Regions from separate parts of the Mus musculus genome. Here region 2 is linked to region 1. The links are chromatin contacts, called in public Hi-C maps. All regions are on one chromosome and are shown on one strand. The core of a region is the stretch at or near the end of the contact, and the rest is flanking DNA. Distances in the headings are between cores, read along the strand shown.

Region 1 (3,456 bases), core at 609-3,108:
GAGAGAAAGCCCTTCATCAATGTCCTGGACAGCCAGGCAGTGGTGGTGCACGCCTTTAGTCCCAGCACTTGGGAGGCAGAGGCAGGCGGATTTCTGAGTTTGAGGCCAGCCTGGTCTGCAAAGTGAGTTCCAGGATAGCCAGGGCTATACAGAGAAACCCTGTCTCAAAAAACAAAACAAAACAAAAAACAATTCTCTCTTTCTCCTCTAAGTCTAACCCCAAAGCCAGATAAGATTCAGACGGGCCACCTAAGACAAGTGGCAGCTGATGATGGACAACCACACGTGCCAAGAATGTACCTAGGATGCCCTAACTGCATTTGACCTGGGCCATTTCTTAGGGCTGTGCTTGCAATAAGAGATATGGCAATGTCTCCTATGAGAACAGAGCTAATTAAGGCTTGTGAGTGTTAAAATAGATTTCCCAAACTCGTTAGTCCTTGGCCATTATGTAACCCACTGTGGGTACACCTATCTCTTTGGGATACAGTCATGTATAGTAGGATTTGACAGGGGGTGGAAGAACCTAACTCTAAAGGTGCTGATATTCATTCCCCTTCCTGTGATTACGCCTTTGTGTTTAACCCAGTAGTTACAGCTCCCAACAGTCATAAAATGCACCTAATTTATTAATTAGCTTCACAGTAATTTATTAGTTTCCTATAGGAGCAGCCCTGTCAGTGTGTTTGCTTGCTCTTGAGTAAGATCCACTTGTGACACCTTCTATGCTAAGTTTCTGTTTGGTGATATAGAGAAGATAAAACATCCCTTCCAGCTAAAGATCAAGTAACTCTGTGAGCTTGGGAAATGGAATTGAACCAAGCCTCAAGCCACCATCTGTATCATACAAAGTAAGGCCTAGAAAATAATTCTCACAGGATAACACCAGACCTGTTGCTCAGAATCTGTGCCGCCATCTCCCGATACCCAAACTATCCTTACTCTATAGGAATCTTTTTCTTTGAAAATCACGCTTTGGGAAAATTATGTTCTACGAATTTACTAATTTCTCAGCCAAGTTCAAAGAACCTCTGAGTATCACCATTTTAAAGCCAGGTGACTAGAAGACATGAGGACAACTCCTGCAAACTCCGAGTGTGGGACCCCCACCAGGGCAAACCTATTCTCCGAGGTTTGACACACCGGAAAGCTTTCCCCAGCCACCCCCTACTCCCCTCGAAATACAACTGAGTTTCTCTACCGCCAAGGACCTGTCGTGCCTCCGATGAATCCCGCCCACTTCGCGCCCTCAAGCCAATCAGAGGGTGGCGTCACTCCCTCTCAGTTGCCATGGTGCCCGCCAAGTCCTTTCCGCCACTTACCAGATGTGAGCAGGCTGGTCCAGCCGGTGAAAGCGGGTGGCAAAGGACAGCAGCGTCACCACAGCCAACGTGGCCCACCACCCTGCCGCCTGGAAGCGCCGCGAGCTCCAAGCAGGCCGTTTAAGTTTCCGTGCTGCAGCCTGGGGGACCACGTCTCGGCTCACGGCTCTGGCAGCCTGCGGCACACAGCGGCCCCTACGGGGACGCAGCTCGGAGCCCGCTAGGCCACCGCCTATGGCCGGCGGCATCCTCCCCTTCCGAAGGATCACCCTCCGGGCCGGAGGCACGCCGGGTCTTGTCCGCTGCCCCGTCAAGGGGTCATAAGAAGGCGTCTCGAGGTGCCATGGGATTTGTAGTTCCCTCCGTTTGCCGCGGAGCGCCGGGCCCCGGGCTCTGGGCGGGGCGGAAAGTGTGGTGGCCGCCCGGGCAGCTAAGAGGCGGCCTGAGGCGTAGAGCATTGCGGGAGGCGGAGGGAAACCAAGGACTGACAAACTCGAGTCGGCTCATGAACTACAACTCCCAGCAGCTCAGGGGGCGGGGGCGGGGCCAGCCCGAAGGAGGGAGGCCATCTAGTCCAACCTTCGCTCTCTGGACCCCGCTAGGCCTCAGTCATCTTCTAGTCCCGAGAGCTGACTTTCTTGGCCGGCCGACCGGGCGAGATGCAAGCCGGGAAGGTCTGTGCCCCACGTCCGGGGATGAGGGTCTCTCCTGAGAAACGCGGAGAAGAGCTGTGGGGGGGGGCGGGGCTGAGAGCTCGCTTCTTCGCGTGGCGCCACAACGACTCCCGGCGTGCACCTCGGCGCCCGCTCACTCTACACCTGCGCGCTGGCCGCTGAACCTTATGGTGGTGGTAGATTGGGCCGGGAAGGCTAAACTTGGAAGCTTTTGAGGGGCGTCCAATCGCGCTTTTCCCTGCTTCGGGTAGACAGACCTCTTCTAGGGCTTTCAAACATGGTTCCCTACTTTGCAGTTTCGCGGCGCCCTTCGTATGTCTCTCAGGGGACCTGGTGGTCCAGGCATGCACCAAAGGCAAGGGGGAAAGATGTGACTCTTTAACGACGTTAATAATCACTTGTAGTATCTGCTCAGGTTTCTAGTTTTGTCGGTTTGGCTCTAAGAAACGATCTTGCTGTGCAGCCCAACCTGACTTTGAACTTTGACTCTCCCGCCCCCGCCTTCCAAGTGCTGGGATTCCAGGCTGTGGCATATGGAGCGTCCAGGGTTTAAGTCGAACTTCTTTAGTCCACCCTAGAGCCATTTGTATTTAAGCCATTGCTGGAATGGAGCTGCGAGTGTGTTTTATAAGAGACTTAAAATTGAGTCTCTTAGGAGGGCCGATATGTAGGAAGGCGGCACATTAGATGCAAAGGACATTGCATCCGGTTAATATAGATTTTCCACATACAGATGTGATTTTTCAGGATTTTAATCATGTAAGAAATGGTATAAAAACAGCTAGGGATGTACGCAACTCTGACGTAGCTCCTAGCATGGGCCGAGTCTCCCACAACAGAAAAACTGCAAATTTAAAGTCGCCAGAATGCATGTTTGAGTTGGAAACATGATCCTTCCCGGTGCTAATTAAACGGACATTCTACTTGATATTAAAAAGTAGCTGTTCAAGTGCAAAAATCGCCAGGTGGTTTGCTGTTAGTGCTTAGCTGTGATTTCTCTCCCTGTTTATCTAAAAGCACATAGGAGACAAGCCTCCAGATGCTCTGCAGAGAGGGTTAGGATTGTCTTTATCAGGTTAACTGATGTGGGAGAGTGACACCATTCCCTGGGTTGGGTCTGGCTGGGCCCATAATAAGGGGGAAGTCAGCCAAGCACCAACACACAGCATTGTTCTGTTTCATGCTGTGGATGCATAGGTTACTTACCAGCTGTTTCAGGCTGCTCTTCCCCCAAACCCCACCCCACCCCCACCCCAGGTGACTTACTACATCTTGAATTATAAGCCAAAATAAACCACTCTTCTTTAGACTGCCTTTGTTGGGGCATTTTATCATAGCAGCAGGAAAAGAAACTAAAATGATATATAAGAAAAAAAAATAATAATAGATGTAGGGTAAGATTCCAGCTGGGTGATGGTGATGCATGCCTTTAATCCCAGCACTCGGGAGGTAGAGGCAAG
Region 2 (3,503 bases), core at 69-2,568, 270 kb after region 1:
TCCCGAGTGCTGGGATTAAAGACGTGTGCCACCACTGCCTGGCATCAGCCTTTATCAAGAGACTCTGAACTTCACACATAAGCTTGGTAAGGGGCTTAGAGTCGAAGTCACAAACTGGGCTAATTGGCCAATCACACAGCTATAAATAGTCATTGCATTATAGGCTTCCAGAAGGCTTTCAATAAACAACACATGTACTTCCTTTTTTTTTCTATTTTTTTCTTTTTCTTTGCACTTCCTTTTTTTAAAAAGATATATTTTTATTTTATGTGCATGTGTGTTTTGCCTGTATGTATGGCTGTGCAGGTGCCATATACCTTGGAATTGGAGCTACAGAGTTTTCGCTGCCATGTGAATGCTGGGAATTGAACCCCAGGTCCCCTAGAAGAGCAGACAGTGCACTTAACCAATGGCAATATCTCCAGGTGTGTTCGTGCCCAAGAGAGACAAGGTGTAGGTCTGAGCCAAGGTTGCCCAGGTATTAGTCCCAAACCAAGAATGAGGAATCTCTTGTTCCTCTACTATATCCATCAGGGAGGAAGGAGCAAGGAGGTAGAAAGCTCCAGAAATTCCATCAATTAAACTGTCTTCATGGGAAGGAAACGTGAAGAGCTTTGTTGTAGTTATTACTAAGTGGCCCCAAAAAGCCTTTGTGGTAAAGGCTTGCTCCCAGGACAATGCTATTGGGGACTCTGGACTTTCAGTGAGTAGGACCTTCTGAAAGTTTTTTTTTAGGTCATTGGGGTGCATGTTTAAAGGGTGTTTTGAGACCCTATTCCCCACTCCTCCCCTTCCTTCACCTTTTCCTCTCCATCTCTTTTCTTTAACTCCACAACACTTTGTCATGATGTCCTCCTCGGAAGGACAGACTTCAACCTTCAAATCTGTGGGCTCGGGGTCTCTTCTCTTTACAAGGGATTGCAGCTGTTTGTTACAATAATGAAAAGCTCAGTGCCACAAAGAAAAAAGGATTCTCTTTTGGATTCTCCCCTTCCCTTGGGGGCCTTTCACGTACCTGCCACCTTCTCCCCTGCCATCTTCTCCCCCGGGGGATTGATGCCCTTCTCCTTCCCATTATCCAACAGCTGTACTCTCCTGCCTCTCTCTATGGTGTCCTAGGAACCCTTACTGACATGCTGCTCGACAGGTAGGCCCTTGCTCACGGCTCAGTGGCCATTATCATGATGCATCAGACTTGCCCCCTTTGGTGGTGTTGTGGTACCAGGGATGAAGCCCATGGCCTCAAGTATACCGGGCAAGTGCGCCACCAGTGAGTTGTATCCATGTCTCTTAAACTTGTTGCTTTGAAGATAGGGATTTTGTTTTCTGCCTGTCTTCTTTCCTCAAGCCTGAAGTTTTGTAAGATCATCCACACACACAGAGCAGATCGCCTCAGCGGGAACAGCAGACAAAAGTAAAATCAGTTTGATGAAGACCTTGGGCTCAGTGGTTAAGACCGCGTTTACCAGCAACCACATGGTGGCTCACCACTACCTGTAATGGGAGCCAATGCTGCCCTCTTCTGGTTGATCTGAGCAGAGCAACAGCGGACTCATACACAAGAACAACAAACAAAAACAAAGTCTTACCAAGGAAGACCATTCTATCATTCTATTCTATGAATGGGACTGTGGGTCGGACGTTTTCTTTCTATTATTATTATTATTATTATTATTATTATTATTATTATTATGAAGGAGAATCTCACCTTACAGCCCAGATTGGCTTGGAACCTGCAATTCCCTGGCCTCAGCCTTCCATTAAAGCCATGTACCACCACATCTGGCTTTTCTTTGAGTACACAATTGCTCAAGCATCGGTAACTGGTCAGCAGAGAATGAAAAATCCCATTATTTATCCCCTGTCACTCAGTGATAATATACATACATACACATCTATTCCTAATGAAAGAAGTCAACCTAAAGGGCTGGCAGATCAAGCTAATGTCTACAGAGTCTTCCCACCCTAATCCACATGCCCCTTTGTGATATGACTGTGCTCTTTTTTGGCACCAAAGAAGCTATTTCCTGGGCTAGAGAGATGGCTCAGTGGTTAAGAGCACTGAGTGCTCACCCTGAGATCCTGAGTTCAATTCCCAGCAATCACATGGTGGCTCACAACCATCTGTAATCATATGACAGTGTACTGATATACATTAAATCAATAAACTCTCTTAAAAAAAGATTGCCCTGAATTTTGACCAGTAGGATGTATCAGATGGGATGAAGACTAGTGCCACTAACTTCAGAAGTCCAGAAGATTTATTTTATGTGTATGTATTTATTTTATGTATATGAGTACACTGTAGTTGTACAGATGGCTATGAGCCATCATGTGGTTGCTGGGAATTGAACTCAGGACCTCAGCTCACTCCAGTCCTGCTGGCTCCGGCCCTGCTCGCTCCAACCCAAAGATTTGTTTTGTATTACATGTAAGTACACTGTAGCTGTCTTCAGATGCACCAGAAGAGGGCATCAGATCTCATTACGGATGGTTGTGAGCCACCATGTGGTTGCTGGGATTTGAACTCAGGTGGTTGCTGGGATTTGAACTCAGGATATTCGGAAGAGCAGTCAGTGCTCTTAAGTGCTGAGTCATCTCTCCAGCCCATGGTTCTGCTTTCATAGTCTTGGAATATGTCCTGGGGTCTCTGAGAAGCTGATCACACCCCAGTATGAGGAAGGGCCATGGGGAGACCCATGCAGCCCACCTGGCAGCAGTGCATATGGCCTCTTGGGAACTCCTTCACCAACTCACAGGTTTGGAAAGACGAACCATTGTTTCCTGCAGTGAAGTGTAAGAATCAGTTGCCATCTATGAACTCATGAGTTTCAGGCTCCTTCATAGGCATCATATTTACATGCATGTAATTTCATGCTGAAATATACTCATGTGAACATACATGGAGTAGTTAGCTCTTTCAGCTTCCTTAGACTACAGCCTTGTGCAGCCCAACCTCATTGACTTTACCTCTTCCTTACTAATGGATGTCCACTGCATGGCCTGAGACACTTAGGGCCTTCTGGGTAATTGTGGGGCTTTGGTCCTCTGGACCATCTGGAGACGTTAACCTCTGTGTTCTCTTAAGCAAAACAGAGAAACATTTTGGTGTGGTGACTACTACACTCCTTTCCCTGAATGTTGTCTTCTGGGCTTTATTAAAGCACTGAAGAGGCTGGTGAGATGGCTCAGTGGGTAAGAGCACCTGACTGCTCTTCCGAAGGTCCAGAGTTCAAATCCCAGCAACCACATGGTGGCTCACAACCATCCGTAACGAGATCTGACTCCCTCTTCTGGAGTGTCTGAAGACAGCTACAATGTATTTACATATAATAAATAAATAAATCTTAAAAAAAAAAAGCGCTGAAGAAGCACAGTAGACTTATGGGGGGGTGGTGGTGATACAGCTGCATTCTGGGGCCACTGGAAAAGTGTATGGACCCAGTGGCCTTCCGTGTAGCATAAAATTGGTGAAGAGAATTGGCAGTCGTGTGTCACTCTAC

The links. A called contact is a pair of places that touch in the nucleus more often than the background predicts.
Region 2: a Hi-C map of bone marrow-derived macrophages shows a contact between it and region 1, with 3 times the contacts expected there. The contact joins the enhancer-like site here to the promoter of Gstz1 in region 1. A contact is called at or near these places in 11 of 39 promoter capture datasets (the 3T3-L1 cell line, the C10 cell line, the HPC-7 cell line and 7 more), 1 of 15 datasets of contacts at CTCF or cohesin (embryonic stem cells), 18 of 484 Hi-C or Micro-C datasets (the G1E-ER4 cell line, the HL-1 cell line, adipose-derived mesenchymal stem cells and 8 more), 4 of 115 datasets of contacts at active chromatin or transcription factors (bone marrow-derived macrophages, embryonic stem cells, extraembryonic endoderm stem cells and 1 more) and 4 of 9 other capture datasets (adipose tissue, embryonic stem cells, liver and 1 more).

Annotation. Positions count from the first base shown.
Region 1 is chr12:87,145,849-87,149,304 of GRCm38.p6, forward strand. It overlaps Gstz1 (glutathione transferase zeta 1 (maleylacetoacetate isomerase)), which reads left to right and starts at 1,859. Exons shown (of 9, transcript NM_010363.4): 1 at 1,859-1,996. The coding sequence starts at 1,982. Pomt2 (protein-O-mannosyltransferase 2) reads right to left here and starts at 2,054. Exons shown (of 21, transcript NM_153415.4): 1 at 1,323-2,054. The coding sequence starts at 1,780.
Region 2 is chr12:87,415,388-87,418,890 of GRCm38.p6, forward strand. No RefSeq gene overlaps it. Among named protein-coding and RNA genes, the nearest start is that of Mir3068, 21 kb to the right of the region's middle. Within about 2 kb of position 1,319, at least 14 of the 459 cell types and tissues checked have an H3K27ac peak or open chromatin away from gene starts, as enhancers often do. A contact at or near this core is called in the G1E-ER4 cell line, bone marrow-derived macrophages, granulocyte-monocyte progenitors and 2 more, where this site is marked.